4 separate regions of the Sus scrofa genome follow, and all the other regions are linked to region 1. The links are chromatin contacts, called in public HiChIP or PLAC-seq maps. All regions are on one chromosome and are shown on one strand. Each heading gives the region's core, a stretch centred on a gene start, on an enhancer-like site or on the middle of the called end of the contact. The rest is flanking DNA. Distances are from core to core; before and after follow the strand shown. Region 1 holds the start of NRP1 (neuropilin-1). Region 2 overlaps LOC110255705 (a long non-coding RNA gene). Region 3 has its middle 280 kb from the start of NRP1. Region 4 has its middle 260 kb from the start of NRP1.

Region 1 (3,161 bases), core at 398-2,897:
CAGGATCTCGGGCTCTGCCGCCGAGGCAGGCGGCGCGCCCGGGAGGTGGTGGCGGCTTCTCCCAACTCCGAACCCCCGGGAGGCGCTCGCGGCGGCGGGGTCGTGACCTGGGGCAGGAGCAGCAGGGCGCCCCGGGCTCTGTGGGCGAGTCCCTAAGGGGCTGGGGAAACCTCGGCTGGGGTGGGGGACGCACCCCGTGTTGCTGCCACGTAGAGCCGAGTCAGAAGACTCGCGCGGGAGAGGCTGGGCTGCAGAACCACCCGGCTTCCCTACTGGGTATCGGGGCGCGCGGCTGGGCGCCTGGCGTGCCCGGGTGCCCGTCGCGCGCCGCGGGCTCCATTGTTACCCGAGATACAGTGCCCTCTCCTCCGGGGCAGAGGGGACGCCACAGGGTAGGAGGCAATGCGCCTTCCAGCTAGGGGGCAGTCGTCGCCTGACCCCGCCCAGCCTTCTGACTGAGAACCCAGGTGCTCCGGGTTTGGAAATTAGGGGTCCGGTGGCCGCGGTTTGTGTGCATCCCGGACCAGCGAGAACGGGGGCGGGAGTTGCTCTTGGCAGGACTCTCACGGCGCCCGCTCGGGCCACAGGCCATTGTCACGCCGGCCCTCCAGCTCCTGCCCACCCCCGCCTCCTAAGGCGGCGCGTCCTCACTGTGGGTTGGATGCCCCCCAGTTCCATCCCCGAGGACTTTCCGGGAACTGCTGCAGAAAGCCTCTGCGGATATGAATAGCAAGGACATCTCAGGGAACAAACAGGTTTTGGCCGCAGATCAGGCCCTTGAGAGGGGTAGATGCCCGCGGAGGAGTTCGCAGGGAAGGTGAAAAGGTCAGACACCTTCTGGAAACCGCGCTTCTGTGCACACCCCAAAGCAGAGCCCTATTCCTACCTGGCGCAAAGAGCTGGCAAAAAAAAAAAAAAAAAAAAAAAAAAAAGATTTAGGAATGTTGGCAAGGAGACCCTGGTCAAAGGTTTTGGCGGAAGAACTGGGGGCGGGAAGGGAGAGAGGCAGCCCAGGGCGCGCGGGCCCCAAGCTAGGGCTCGGCGGTGGCGGTCGCGGCTGGACGCCCGTGACGCGCGCTGGTTGGGGCGCAGGCGGGCCCTTGGCCGCGCGGAGCTGCACCCCGGGTTCGCCGCCTGCGCCCGGGGAAGTCCCCGCCTCCAAGTTGGAGACCAGCCCCCTGGGTGCTGCGAGTCGCCCTCCCTCTCGAGCGCCTTTTCGCCCTCACCGGTTTCCTCCTGCTCTGCTCTGAGACCCCCACGCCGGGTGGGAAGGTGGCTGAACTAGGCCGGGAGTCCAACGCCGGGGTGGAGCGGAAGGGGCAGTGGCGGGGCGAGAGGGGGCGCCAGTCGCGCCTTGCGCAGACCCGGGGGAGCCGGCGCCGCGGAGGGAAGCCCAGGCGCTTGGCGACCGCGGGCGCGCGACGCCTCCCCCCAGCCTTCCTCTCAGTTCCCGGAGCACCCCCGCCAGTCCCAGTGCCCGGCTGCTCGGGACGAGCGGCGTCATCAGATTTGGCGCGACCCCGGGCGACCTCAGCCCAAGGCTCGGAGGGAGAGGCGCCTCTCCGAACCTGGCGGGTCGACAGAGAAGAGGAAAGCCGGCGGCACAGCTCGGGGGCGTCCTGGAGTCACGGACGCCCACCCCCTTCCTAGTGGGAACTACGCGGCCACGCGCGCACCGGGGACCGGTTTTGACCCGTCGCTGCCTCCGCGGGGTGAGCGAGGGGGCATAGGCGAAGACTTGAGCTGTGTTGTTTTTAGAAAACTGCCGCCAATCTCTCTTCCCCTTTCCCTGCTGAGTGTGCATTTCCCAGCCTGTACCCACCAGGCTGACAAAGTCACCAGACCTTGCACTCAGGGAGGCACTACCCCCGCTCGGCAACCTCGCCCTCGCCGCCTTCCCGCGCCCTCCCGCCTTTCCCAGGGATAGGCTCCTCCCTCGGGCCCAGGCGCAGAAAACCCTTGTCTCTTTTCTTGCTCACTCGTTGAGCATTTTGCCAGCCTTTCTCCAACCAACTAACAAGACACGCAGTATGTACTCTGGGGGAAATATCGTATTTAAGTTATGCCTCTGATTTTTCTGGTCTTAGCTGATCTGAGGCTTTTCTCGACTCCGGAGTTTACACACGTAGTGCTGGGTAATGGGAGCCCTACCGCACTGATTGATAATTGCCTGCTAGTGGGTTGGTACGGAGCAAATTGTCCTTGCTAACAACCTCTTTCCTCTGCTGCTGGATCCCACTAAGTGCCGAAAAGGGTCAGTTTTAGATTTCTGCAGTTTCCCGGCAAGGGAGACAGACCGACCTATATGTGAGGGTAAGTTATAGACAGAGGAAGAATTTGGCAGTCTTCCTAGGTTGATTTGATTTTGGTCTCCTGAGCACATCACTCTTCCCACCATCACAAATCCCAGACCAGGTGGGACCCTGTTCCACTAAAGGGCAGATGGATCACCATACTTCCCAGATGCCAGGCAGAGGCCTCGGATGGGCGATGCCCTGCTCCGTGGACTCCCAGGAAGGGGTTATTACATGAAGAAAGCCTGAGCTGGGCTGGGACCTAGGCCCATCATTAAGAACAGACTGGGTGGTAAATGTATGGTTTCTTTCATCAAGCCCTCATCAATTTGTCAGAAATAAGGTGAGATCCACTGCTCCCAGAAGGCTGTTTGAGCCACTAACTTCCTCAAAGTATTTCAGGTTGGTGCATATGGAGATGCAGGTTGGTATTTCAGAACTATATCAAATCTTAGTCAAGTTTTTTTTTAAAGCATCAAATCCACATATTTCAGCATATTTTTAGTAGGAGCTAACCTACATCTGAAATGTAAAAAATGAAAGAAGTGAAACAGAAAAGATTAAAAATTGGAATTTAGGTTAATTTCCCATTATTCAAAAGATTTTGGTTAAAAATGGCACTTCTGTTAAATGACTCTATTGTTCAAGGGGTGTCTTGGACCTCATGTAGAGCTGTCTCCTTTATTTGGACTGGCAGAGGAAAGAAGAAAATGAACAAATAAACTTTTACTTTCTGATCCTTCATTTTGGGCCTTTTAAAAGGTACCTTGAAAATTCTTCAAATGTTGGAGAAAAGACAGTCATCTAAAAATTAAAACAAAGTTACAATGTAAACTTTCTGGAATGCAGAACATTTGTTTGATAACA
Region 2 (3,161 bases), core at 355-2,854, 340 kb after region 1:
CCCGGCTGACAGGTAAATAAGAACAGATCTGGCTTGTTCCAGACGCGCAGTCACAGCCTGTTGATAAATAGGGATCCAGAAGTCACATGCAGGCTGGCCTCAGGTAAACCGCGGCTCACACTCTATTTTTAGTTAATAGGGCTCTGCTGAAGTATGTCTCCAAGTCCCAGCCTTCTCACCCGTGGTTCATCGGGGTCACAGGCAATAGCTGTGCAGAATAAAGAGGCCGTCTGAGACCGTCTCAAGCATGAGAGCAAGAGCGAGCCCCATGTGGCAGGGCAGGGGGAGGTAGAGGGGCAATGGCCCTACCAATCCCAAAGTCACTGTCATCCAACGGTCCCCCCTCCTCTACCAGCCTTCTCACCAGGAGGCCTCACGGGCTGCTCAGAGCTCACCCCACTTTCCGATGAGCACCCTGCGCCTCCACCCCCGTGCACACTGGGTTCGAGACAGTTATGGCAACCTCACTTTCCACCGCCAAGTGTCTCCATTTGGTTGTTTCATCCTTCCTGCCAGAGCCCAGCCCCTGCCTGTTGACTCTGATACATCTTTCACAGAATCTCATTTTCATCCCTGTCACTGGAGTCCAAATGCCAACATACTGATTATTCTCGCTGTGACAAATACAGTCTCTCTTCAGCAGTCTCTTCAGATCTCGGTCTCCTGGGAAAACAGCTCCCTCCCCTCCGAGCCTTTTCCTAATATTGCCCACTCAGCTCAGCCCCAGCCCCTCTGAACCCTTTGCAAGTTCACCCCACCTACCCTTCCTATCTGTTCTGCGATGGCATCTTTTCCCAGCGTCTGCTTCACCTGTCTCCGCCTGTCTGTGTGACTCCAGGCTGCCCCTTGGTCAGCAGGACAGAGCCTTCTGCCTCCGTGGGCTGCTGCCAAGCTTAATTTTAGCACTCTGCAAATGACAGTAAGTCCTGCAAAGCAGATCAAAGCATTGGCCCCTGCATGCTGGCCAGCATGGCGAATGATTCTCTGGGACAGAGCAAACAACCTCGAAAATTTCTTATGAGTCAGCTGTGAGGCGCTCAGGCAAGCAAGATCACAGGACAAGTTCACACGTTCACATGGAATGACCAGGAGGCTCATTTGCCACAGAGGTCAAGCTCGTAGGCTGGCAGCCCCATCAGCCCGGCAGAAGGACAGGCTTCCGCAGAGATGTCTCTTCGGAGAATGTCACACTTAGGCCATCTCCAGACAGCCTCGCTTGGGCGAAGGTGGCCTTTGTCACGGGAATAAATCTGAGGTCCTTTTGATGAAGAAGCCCAGAATGCCATCTTCCACCACAGGAATGTCTTTCTCAAGCTTTTGGATAGAAAATAGTCAGCGGAAGGCTATCGGTTTTGGATGAATGATCCAAACTATCAATAAAAAATTATCAAATAGATGATCAGCCTTATACCTCTTTCTGTGTTATACAGGTCTGCTCAACTCTTCAGCAAGGACATGATTCCTGATCTATAGAATCTAGTTATTGGCCTATGTCTCTATTACAAAAGCGTTGAGAAGACCTCACCTCGCCTCTTCCCGAGAGTATTTGGGAGAGTAATGTGTGCATGCAGTTCCCTCTGAATATCTCTGGTATCCCAGGAATTTAAACGTTAGGGATGTTGACAGGGGCTGACATTTCCCATACGATGGTCTGGAAGGAGCTTGGTCCTGTGAAACAGACAGGCTGATCTTGAAATAAAGTTCACGGAGTCTGCTGAAGGGAAAAATCTCAGAAGCCAAGTATTATCAGGTCACGGGAATAACTGCAAGGCCCACCATGAGCAGTCAAAAAATCGGAGGGCTTGCTCTAAAGGTAAAACACATTTCCCTTCACAAAATGAGTAAAATTCACAGAATAAAATCAGAGAAGTCGGTTTTCTTTTCTTTCACATTCTCTCCCTTCATCGTGTAAAAATGTAGCTCTTCTCCCTCTCGTCCTTCCTGCTACGCATTTTATTAATTATCTTCCTATAGATTAATTATTAAAAACATTCTAATCACGAAGTTAATTAAAATTTAATTCTCACATCATATGAATGATGAGATAACACAAGCTTAGAAGGTTCAAGAAGACACAGAACACTGAGTTCCAGTATGTTGCACAATGCCCAGCACCTAGTAAGTACTCGCTAAACACTTCAGTAAATGGACAAACAAAGGCACTGAAGAAAGTGGACATGGGCATGGGTTGAGAATTAAAGAAGATAACTGTTCCTGCACAGAGAAGGTATTCCATATTTCCTCTTTTTCTTCCCTCCACAAAACAGCTAGAGAAATCGCTCTCTATTCCAGCCTCTCACTCAGTTTTTACAAATAGCAGGTGAGGAATTTCACTTCCTTACTGCGTTGGTCCACCAACAATGTCCAAGTCAGCAGGCAAGGCCCAAGATGCCCATGAGGGGAGTTGGAACTCACTCATTATTAATCCAGGTAGTGCCCCACCCTGCCTTAGCTCCAGAAGCCCCTGGATGGTTTTAGCAAACGCCCACTCTAGAAAGGATGGGTTCCAGAGAATCTTCCCCTCAAACAGTGAGTTGTCTTGCTGAGCCCTGCTCTGTGCTCCAGCCCATGGCTGCCCTTGGCCAGAGGGAAATCCAAAGAAAGGATCCAGTTCTTGATTACGGAGCAACAAAAGCCTAGCAACAGAGGAATGGGGGGGTAATTCCAGATTGCTCTACACTTTTTATTCTAATGACAAAGTGAGATCTTCCTGGGATGATCTGAGTATAATCCTTGCCTAAGATATGGCAGCAAACTTCAGACATCTTGGAGTTTCCACTATGGCTCAGCAGGCTAAGAACCCTGCTAATATCCATGAGGATGAGGGTTCGATCCCTAGCCCTGCTCAGTGAGTTAAGGATCTGGCATTGTCGCAACCTGCAGCATAGGTAGCAGATGTGGCTCAGATCCTCTGTTGCCATGGCTGTGGTGAGCCCTCAGCTGCAGCTCCTATTCGACCCCTAGCCCATTGGAATTTCCATATGCCACACATGTGGCCCTAAAAACAAAAAAACCCTTCAGAACCTCTTGAGTTCTTTCCATCCCTAGAAATCTTTGAACAATTCTAAAGTGCTCACATATTGACTAAGAGAAAAAAAAATTCCTGTGCTCAAGGGCCCACTTCGTTCCTCCACTGAGAAGCTTTCCCAGATGGTAGAGCA
Region 3 (3,161 bases), core at 244-2,743, 280 kb after region 1:
GCGTGCAATGGGAGGGAGCTTAGGACCCTTCAAGTCTGACACCCCCATGCTACAACAGCTGCAGATGAATCTTGATGCATCAGATGAAAAGCTTGGACTAAACTCAGATGTCCTGGCTCCTGATTCCGAGATTTTTTCACTTCACTGCACTACTATTATGACAGATCTTTGCAATATGAATGAAAGGCCTTCCTATTCCGGTCAAACCAAGTCAAAGAGAAAAGGTTGTGGAATATGTGTCAAGGTCACTCTGTTCTGTGAATAAAAGGGATTCTCCATAGTGAGCCTGATTTCTCAGCCTCAGCTGCACCTTAGACTCACCTGGGCACTGATGCCCATTACTGAGCCACCCCAGAGACCTGTATGCAGGTAGCCCCGGGGGCAGTCCGAGCACTGGGGGCTTCAAAAGATGCCTGATGAGTCTCATGTCCGGTCAACATTGAGAGAATCATTGCTCTACAGGAATGACCCTGAGACCATTTGACTCAGTGAAGGCAGAGAGCTTCAGAGATGCTGGCAGTATGGCTTCTTATGAAGAGAACACACCTCCCCATAAAGGAATGGAATCCACAATCTCCTGGTTCCACTCGTGAAGGGGATTTGGGCTCTTTTACTATGACGACACCACCATCACTGTCACCCTTGATGCTCAGACAGCTGAGGCCCAAAGCCCATTCCTTGGCTCCTGCTGCGCAGCTGGAAAAGGCTCTGACGACAGTCGTATTGCAGAGGCTAAGAGGAGAGAGGCACAGAGTGCGGAATACCACCTGTTCTGGCTCCAGAAGCGCAGCCTCTGGACTCAACCTGAGCCAGCTTGCTCCTGGAGGTTTACAGACGCCTTGACCTTCCAGTCATGAGTCCAGGAAAGAGGCCCCAGGGAGGCCCCTCTCGACCCCCTTTTAAGGCTTTGCCTCTTTTTCCCAGTTGAGATCAGGCTCTGTGTGTGGCTTTCCAGCAGGCCTCCTGTGACAAGAGAAATGTCGCCCATGGCCCCGTCCCATGCAGCAGGCACTCGTCAATGCCAGCCGCAGGTGTTACTGAGCATTTCAACGGGGGCTAGTGCAACCCATGAACTGAACTCTTACTGTTTTTAACTTTAATCAGTTGACGTTGTCATATGCGGCCCGTGACCAGTGTGTTCGATGTGAGATGGCATTACACAAAGATGTCATCTAAGACACATTCCATCCCGCCATCTCTTAACAGCCCCTCTCATGCACAAGTGAGTTCTCAGTTCTGAAATGGGAAAAAACAGGGTCCTTTTGTGGCATTGCTTCAGAAAGAAGGGCAGTGACCTTCGGAAAGCAGGACAGGCTGTGACCTCAACATAAGCGAGAAGCCTCTGCCGTCTGGCCCGGCCACAGCCCAGGCCGTTTCGCCGCTGACAAAAACCTGACAAACCATCGTTTTATTTGGACTCGGGGAAAGAGTCAAGGCGAAATGTTGCAACAACCATTTTTTTTTTTCTCCAGCAGTTTCTAGCACTTCCTGATTTCTTGGGTATCAGGTTACGCTGCCCCTCACATTCCTGTTACATTAGCACTTCCTGGTTCCATAAATACTGGCAATAGACATTCGGGATCCCCAACCAAACACAACAAAAACACCAAGGTTTTGTTTTTAGTAACTTCACCTTTTGAACCTCCCTGTTGTGTTCATTCAAACGGGTGACAAAGGCTGGACTTAGAATCTCAGCTTAAAAAAAAAAAAAAAAAGAAAGCAGCCTTTAACTCAGAGACAGAATGGACTAATTAGGATCTGCAGTGAACATCTGAGCTCATCAAACCGCTTCGTTGCCTGGGCCTGGACTGACTTGTCCCCCTAACCCCTCTCCCTCCCTCGGCCTCTCCAGTCCCTCTGGCCAGTCTGAGCCCCTGAAGGGTCCAAATGGTTAAAAGAAGGCCTCTGGACTCGGATTGCCTGGAGTAGAAAAACACCTCAGTCCCTGCGTGACCTAGGGCCAGCTACTTAATTTTCTGGCTGCATTTTCCTCACACACTAAACAGGGAAGGTAATAGTCTCATTCGTAGAGTTGTTTAAGCAATAAATGCGTGAACGCTTATAAAACACTTAGAAAAATGCCTCGTGTATACACATTTCTTAAAACATTTAAGCCATCGCGACTGGTGACATAGAATTTTTAGTCAGCAGCCACTGGTTATTGTAAACTTCGTCTGTCTGCTTCCCTCCCAGTCTCTGCTGAAAAAGGACAATACACTCGTTCTCAGAGCTCTGCCGAGAAGAGCAGAGGGGAGAGCCCTTATGGAAGTGACATTGACAGGAAGCAGGTGGATGTCCCCAAGGTTCAAGGGCAGGGGCACTGGGATCCCCCAGGGCCTCAGGAGTGTCCAGGTCCACACATGAGCCTCAGCTTGGCAGACTGGAAATGTGATGGGCAGCACAAGAAGCAGATCCGTCCCGCAGGGACGAGCTGACCACAGCCACATGGGCTGGGCTGAGAAACACACATGGAAGGAGAAGTACCCCGTTTCCTCGACTGTCCTGAGAAACACAACTGGCAACTGAGGCGTGGCCTCAGAACATTCTCCCTCTGTATCCACAGCACAGATAACACCAGATCAGGATGAGAGCTGCCTGCACATCCTGTGCTCCCGACAATGGGATTTCACAGGTGCAGGAAGGGACCCCGGGTGGGTCCTTGTCTATCACAGGCTGAGATGCAAACCGGGGATCAGACAGGTTTCTTCCTCCGGCCTGAGCACGCTCTCCCATCCAGGGCTGAAACAAGCATCCCCAAATTCTTGCCTCCAGAACCCACCAGCACCCCTTGCTGAGCAGCGTGATGCTTCCTAGACACCTATGTGCTCACAAGCTATTTTCGGGTCCTGCTGACCAGGACGTCAACTGCTCCGCTTTTACTTGTCTCCACTCTCATTCTTTAGATGTCAGTGTCATGTCTGATGCTCCTTGCACCCCTATCCCCCCACCTCTGGGTTCTCAGGGATGGCTTCCATAGTTCATGCAACAAAAGGCGAAACAAATATGTGATCGTTTTTATACAGCTAGTGATTTAAGATTGCAGTTACCTCCTAAAAGCATCTGAGGCCATTTTGTCCCTAGGGCGTGTTTGTTTTCTTTTTATGCCGGATGCCTTCTCTTTGATCCTCCAGATCCACTCTCTGTCTTCTCCACCCTCTTTC
Region 4 (3,161 bases), core at 411-2,910, 260 kb after region 1:
ACCTGCCACTTTCATTGCCCTATGGATGAGTCAAATCCTCAACTACAGAGCACACAGAGAGGCTCCAAATAGATAAAGAACATAATGCACATAAAGCACCGATCACAGGGCCTGGCACTTATAAACATGTTGAGCCACTCTTGTCATAATTTCTACCCTCCTTCTCCTCTTCTTGCCATTTTTCCTCATCATCTTTATTATTGTCTCCAAGCAGCAGTCTCGCTGTTAGGTCACACTTTGTTTTCCAATATTGCTTTCAAGAATGAATGTTCCATTTTCTTACAGTCTTTCAATTATCTCTGGAGTCTTTGATGAGTAAGTAGAACGGGTTTGGGGAGTAGCTCAGGGTTTAGCAGGCCCAGAGCTTCTCTCTCTCTAACTTATTTCCTGGGACGATAGAACGTAATTAAATATTTTGAACCAATAGATGACTATAAGAGATCACATGTTTTTAATGATAAAATTTCACTCTCATGATATATATAATTGAAAAATCATTTAATGTTTTAGTGATAAATTTGACAAAAGTATGAATTACTTTGCATTTTATATAGTTTTACATTATTATAACTTTTTAACATTATACACATAATGCAGTTGGATTCTTCATTGCTTCTTGCATTTTTTTCCTTGAAAATATGTTTAGCATACGCTATCTCTTGGATGATAGTTTAGCTAGGTATAGAAATCTTGCTTTTATAAGTTAGGAATTACATTTGGCTGCATGACTAGCAATTTGATCAATGAGGTTGGTTAGGGAAGATTGCCAAATTAGAGATTTCTTTTCAGTGTAGTAAGAAGTTGGATATTGGAAGTCTTAGGCTGTTGCAGTTTCTCATATAAGTCATCAAAAGCTTCTTCTACCTTCTGCAACCCTCACCATGTGATTTTAGTCTCAGTGCTACAAGTGGTTCACATACCTATACTTATTAGGTTTGTGTTCCAGGGAGGAAAAAGGGATAAGATAAGGACAACATGTCTGTCTTTTTTATTAGGAAAATAATAGAGTTCTGGGGACCATGACCCAAATAACTTTCTTTTTATGTATCTTTGTCACATGGCCAGTCCTAGTCACAAGGGAGTTTGAAGAAGTGAGTATTTTTAGTATTTTAGATGTGGATGGTATAAGTAATGTTAGAGTTCTGTTAGCAAGAGGGGAGAATACAATAGACGCTATGTAGAAAACTAACTTGGCCCCACAGATTCATAATTATTTCCTTTCTGTATACAAAAATTGCTTCATATTTGTTTTGATTTAATCAGTGGAAAATCTGATACTAGTCTTTTCCTTTATGTCCTCTTCTAATGATTCTATTGATTCTGTAGTCTTTGTGTGAATCTTTCCATTTGTTGACATTATTGTTTCTCTTTCATAATGTTGGCTATCATCAAATAGTGGGGGATTCTCAGCTGAGCACCTGTTTCTGTGGCTGAGATTCCAGCCTGGTCTGCCTCTGTTGCGCTGCTGCGTGACTTGACCTTTCAAGGTAATTTGGGAAGCAGTGTCAGGGATGGAGAGATGGTTCTGTGTAGCACAGGGCATCTCAGCATTTAATCCTCCATATGGTGCAACCCTGTACTTTCTAGGAGTTTCAAACCAGCCCAGGCTTTGCAATTTTCTCTTTCTTAAGATCTGACAGTCTTCTCGTTGATGAGTCAGATGCATCTGTTACTGTTGCTTATGGACAGGGTAGAGCAAAGCATAGGAATAAACCCACCTCGCCCCTCCTTCTGAGATATCACAATGAATCACTCTCCTGGTGGTTCCCCATCTCATTCTTTTCCAGCTCCCACCACTTCCAAGCAGGAAGCTTGATTAGCACTTCTCTCATCTGTGTGTTGCTGCTTCCTCCTAGGCTTGTCCTGGCCTCTAGCCTCCCTCTTTGGCTGATGTTCCCTCTATGGTTTTCCATTTGCATTCTTTTAGGACTTCTCATAGTTCCTGTTCTGTCTTCTTTCCAAGGAAGACAATGCATACGCATTTATTTCCATGGATTTGATGTGAGAAGTCTGCAGTCGATGATTTTTTTTCCAACGTGAAAGTTAAAGCCTTTTTCAAATCCATTATGAGACACATTTATATCTTTTTTTTTCTTGAGACTATCTCTGTTGGCCCATAAAGGAGGTTGTGTAGTTATTATGATACAACTCACAGATGAGGAAACTGAGAAAGTAGGATTAATCATGGTACCCTCTTACACCTAAGAAATACTCTTCTGTTTGCATAGTGTTTTTGTTTTTATAGTTTTGTTGCTATATGTCCTTCTGCTTATATTTTTACTCCTGAAGGCCACTCATTGCACCATTAGGAGGATTTGAAAGACAATGCATCAGTTCTTCCTTTTCCGAGTAATAAAGCATAGATTTTTTCCCCCTTTTCTTTTCTTTTTCGGCAACCCCGAGGCACATGGAGTTCCCAGGCCAGAGATTAGATCCGAGCCACAGTCAGTCTAAGCCACAGCTGCCACAACACTGGATCCTCAACGCACTCTGCCAGGCCAGGGATTGAACCTGTGACCCAGTGCTCCCAAGATGCTGCCTATCCCATTGTGCCACAACAGGAACTCCACAAAGCCTAGATTTCAAATCAGCACCCTAAACCCCAGGGCATCCCAGATCAAGTCTGTTTCTCACCTTCTCTTGGGTCTGGTGTTCTTGCTTCCAAGTGGATATTTCTGTCTCCATCTGTCCAGTGCCTTCTAAAACTTCTAAATTTAATCTCTCTTACTCTCCAACCTAGAAAGAGGCCAGAAAAGCAAGTGACCTTTCATTTTGGTGCTTGGACCCAGAGCTATAATAGCATAAAATTCATATCCCAAATATTCGAGGTAGACCAAGTCCAAAGGGAATCTAATCCTGTCCTTTAGAAAAAGTTCAAAGGAAGAAATCCAGGGAAATGAATATCTGTTGTTAATCTCAGGGGATAAAAGCAGTGCTTGACAAATTCAGAGCCAAAGAGTAAAAATCTAGAAAAATAAGAATTTGCAAAGAGCAACAAAAAAAAAAGAAGAAGGAGAAACAGAGGGGAAGCCAAACAGGAGGTGGAGGGGGAGGAAGAGGAGAAGCAGAAGCAGAACAGCAACAAGCACAGTCACCACCACCAGAGAGTAGGGCCTTAAATCATTTTCTCAAAGTGACTTATAGTACTTGAATCTCAAATG

What was found. HiChIP or PLAC-seq counts read pairs in DNA pulled down with a chosen protein or histone mark.
Region 2: an H3K27ac HiChIP or PLAC-seq map of skeletal muscle shows a contact between it and region 1. The contact joins the enhancer-like site here to the promoter of NRP1 in region 1. A contact is called at or near these places in 3 of 5 promoter capture datasets (fetal skeletal muscle, liver and skeletal muscle), 20 of 47 Hi-C or Micro-C datasets (adipose tissue, alveolar macrophages, brain and 10 more) and 2 of 2 datasets of contacts at active chromatin or transcription factors (alveolar macrophages and skeletal muscle).
Region 3: an H3K27ac HiChIP or PLAC-seq map of alveolar macrophages shows a contact between it and region 1, with 9 times the contacts expected there. The contact joins the enhancer-like site here to the promoter of NRP1 in region 1. A contact is called at or near these places in 3 of 5 promoter capture datasets (fetal liver, fetal skeletal muscle and liver), 5 of 47 Hi-C or Micro-C datasets (alveolar macrophages, heart right ventricle, liver and 2 more) and 2 of 2 datasets of contacts at active chromatin or transcription factors (alveolar macrophages and skeletal muscle).
Region 4: a contact with region 1 is called in an H3K27ac HiChIP or PLAC-seq map of alveolar macrophages. The contact joins the enhancer-like site here to the promoter of NRP1 in region 1. A contact is called at or near these places in 1 of 5 promoter capture datasets (fetal liver), 6 of 47 Hi-C or Micro-C datasets (alveolar macrophages, embryonic fibroblasts, mesenteric adipose tissue and 3 more) and 2 of 2 datasets of contacts at active chromatin or transcription factors (alveolar macrophages and skeletal muscle).

What each region holds. Positions count from the first base shown.
Region 1 is chr10:56,429,185-56,432,345 of Sscrofa11.1, forward strand. It overlaps NRP1 (neuropilin-1), which reads right to left and starts at 1,648. Exons shown (of 18, transcript XM_021064971.1): 1 at 1,227-1,648.
Region 2 is chr10:56,770,022-56,773,182 of Sscrofa11.1, forward strand. It overlaps LOC110255705 (a long non-coding RNA gene), which reads left to right. Exons shown (of 2, transcript XR_002336405.1): 2 at 1-1,396. Among named protein-coding and RNA genes, the nearest start is that of NRP1, 340 kb to the left of the region's middle. Within about 2 kb of position 1,605, at least 8 of the 83 cell types and tissues checked have an H3K27ac peak or open chromatin away from gene starts, as enhancers often do. A contact at or near this core is called in fetal skeletal muscle and skeletal muscle, where this site is marked.
Region 3 is chr10:56,713,533-56,716,693 of Sscrofa11.1, forward strand. No RefSeq gene overlaps it. Among named protein-coding and RNA genes, the nearest start is that of NRP1, 280 kb to the left of the region's middle. Within about 2 kb of position 1,494, at least 39 of the 83 cell types and tissues checked have an H3K27ac peak or open chromatin away from gene starts, as enhancers often do. A contact at or near this core is called in alveolar macrophages, fetal liver, liver and 2 more, where this site is marked.
Region 4 is chr10:56,686,776-56,689,936 of Sscrofa11.1, forward strand. No RefSeq gene overlaps it. Among named protein-coding and RNA genes, the nearest start is that of NRP1, 260 kb to the left of the region's middle. Within about 2 kb of position 1,661, at least 9 of the 83 cell types and tissues checked have an H3K27ac peak or open chromatin away from gene starts, as enhancers often do. A contact at or near this core is called in alveolar macrophages and retroperitoneal adipose tissue, where this site is marked.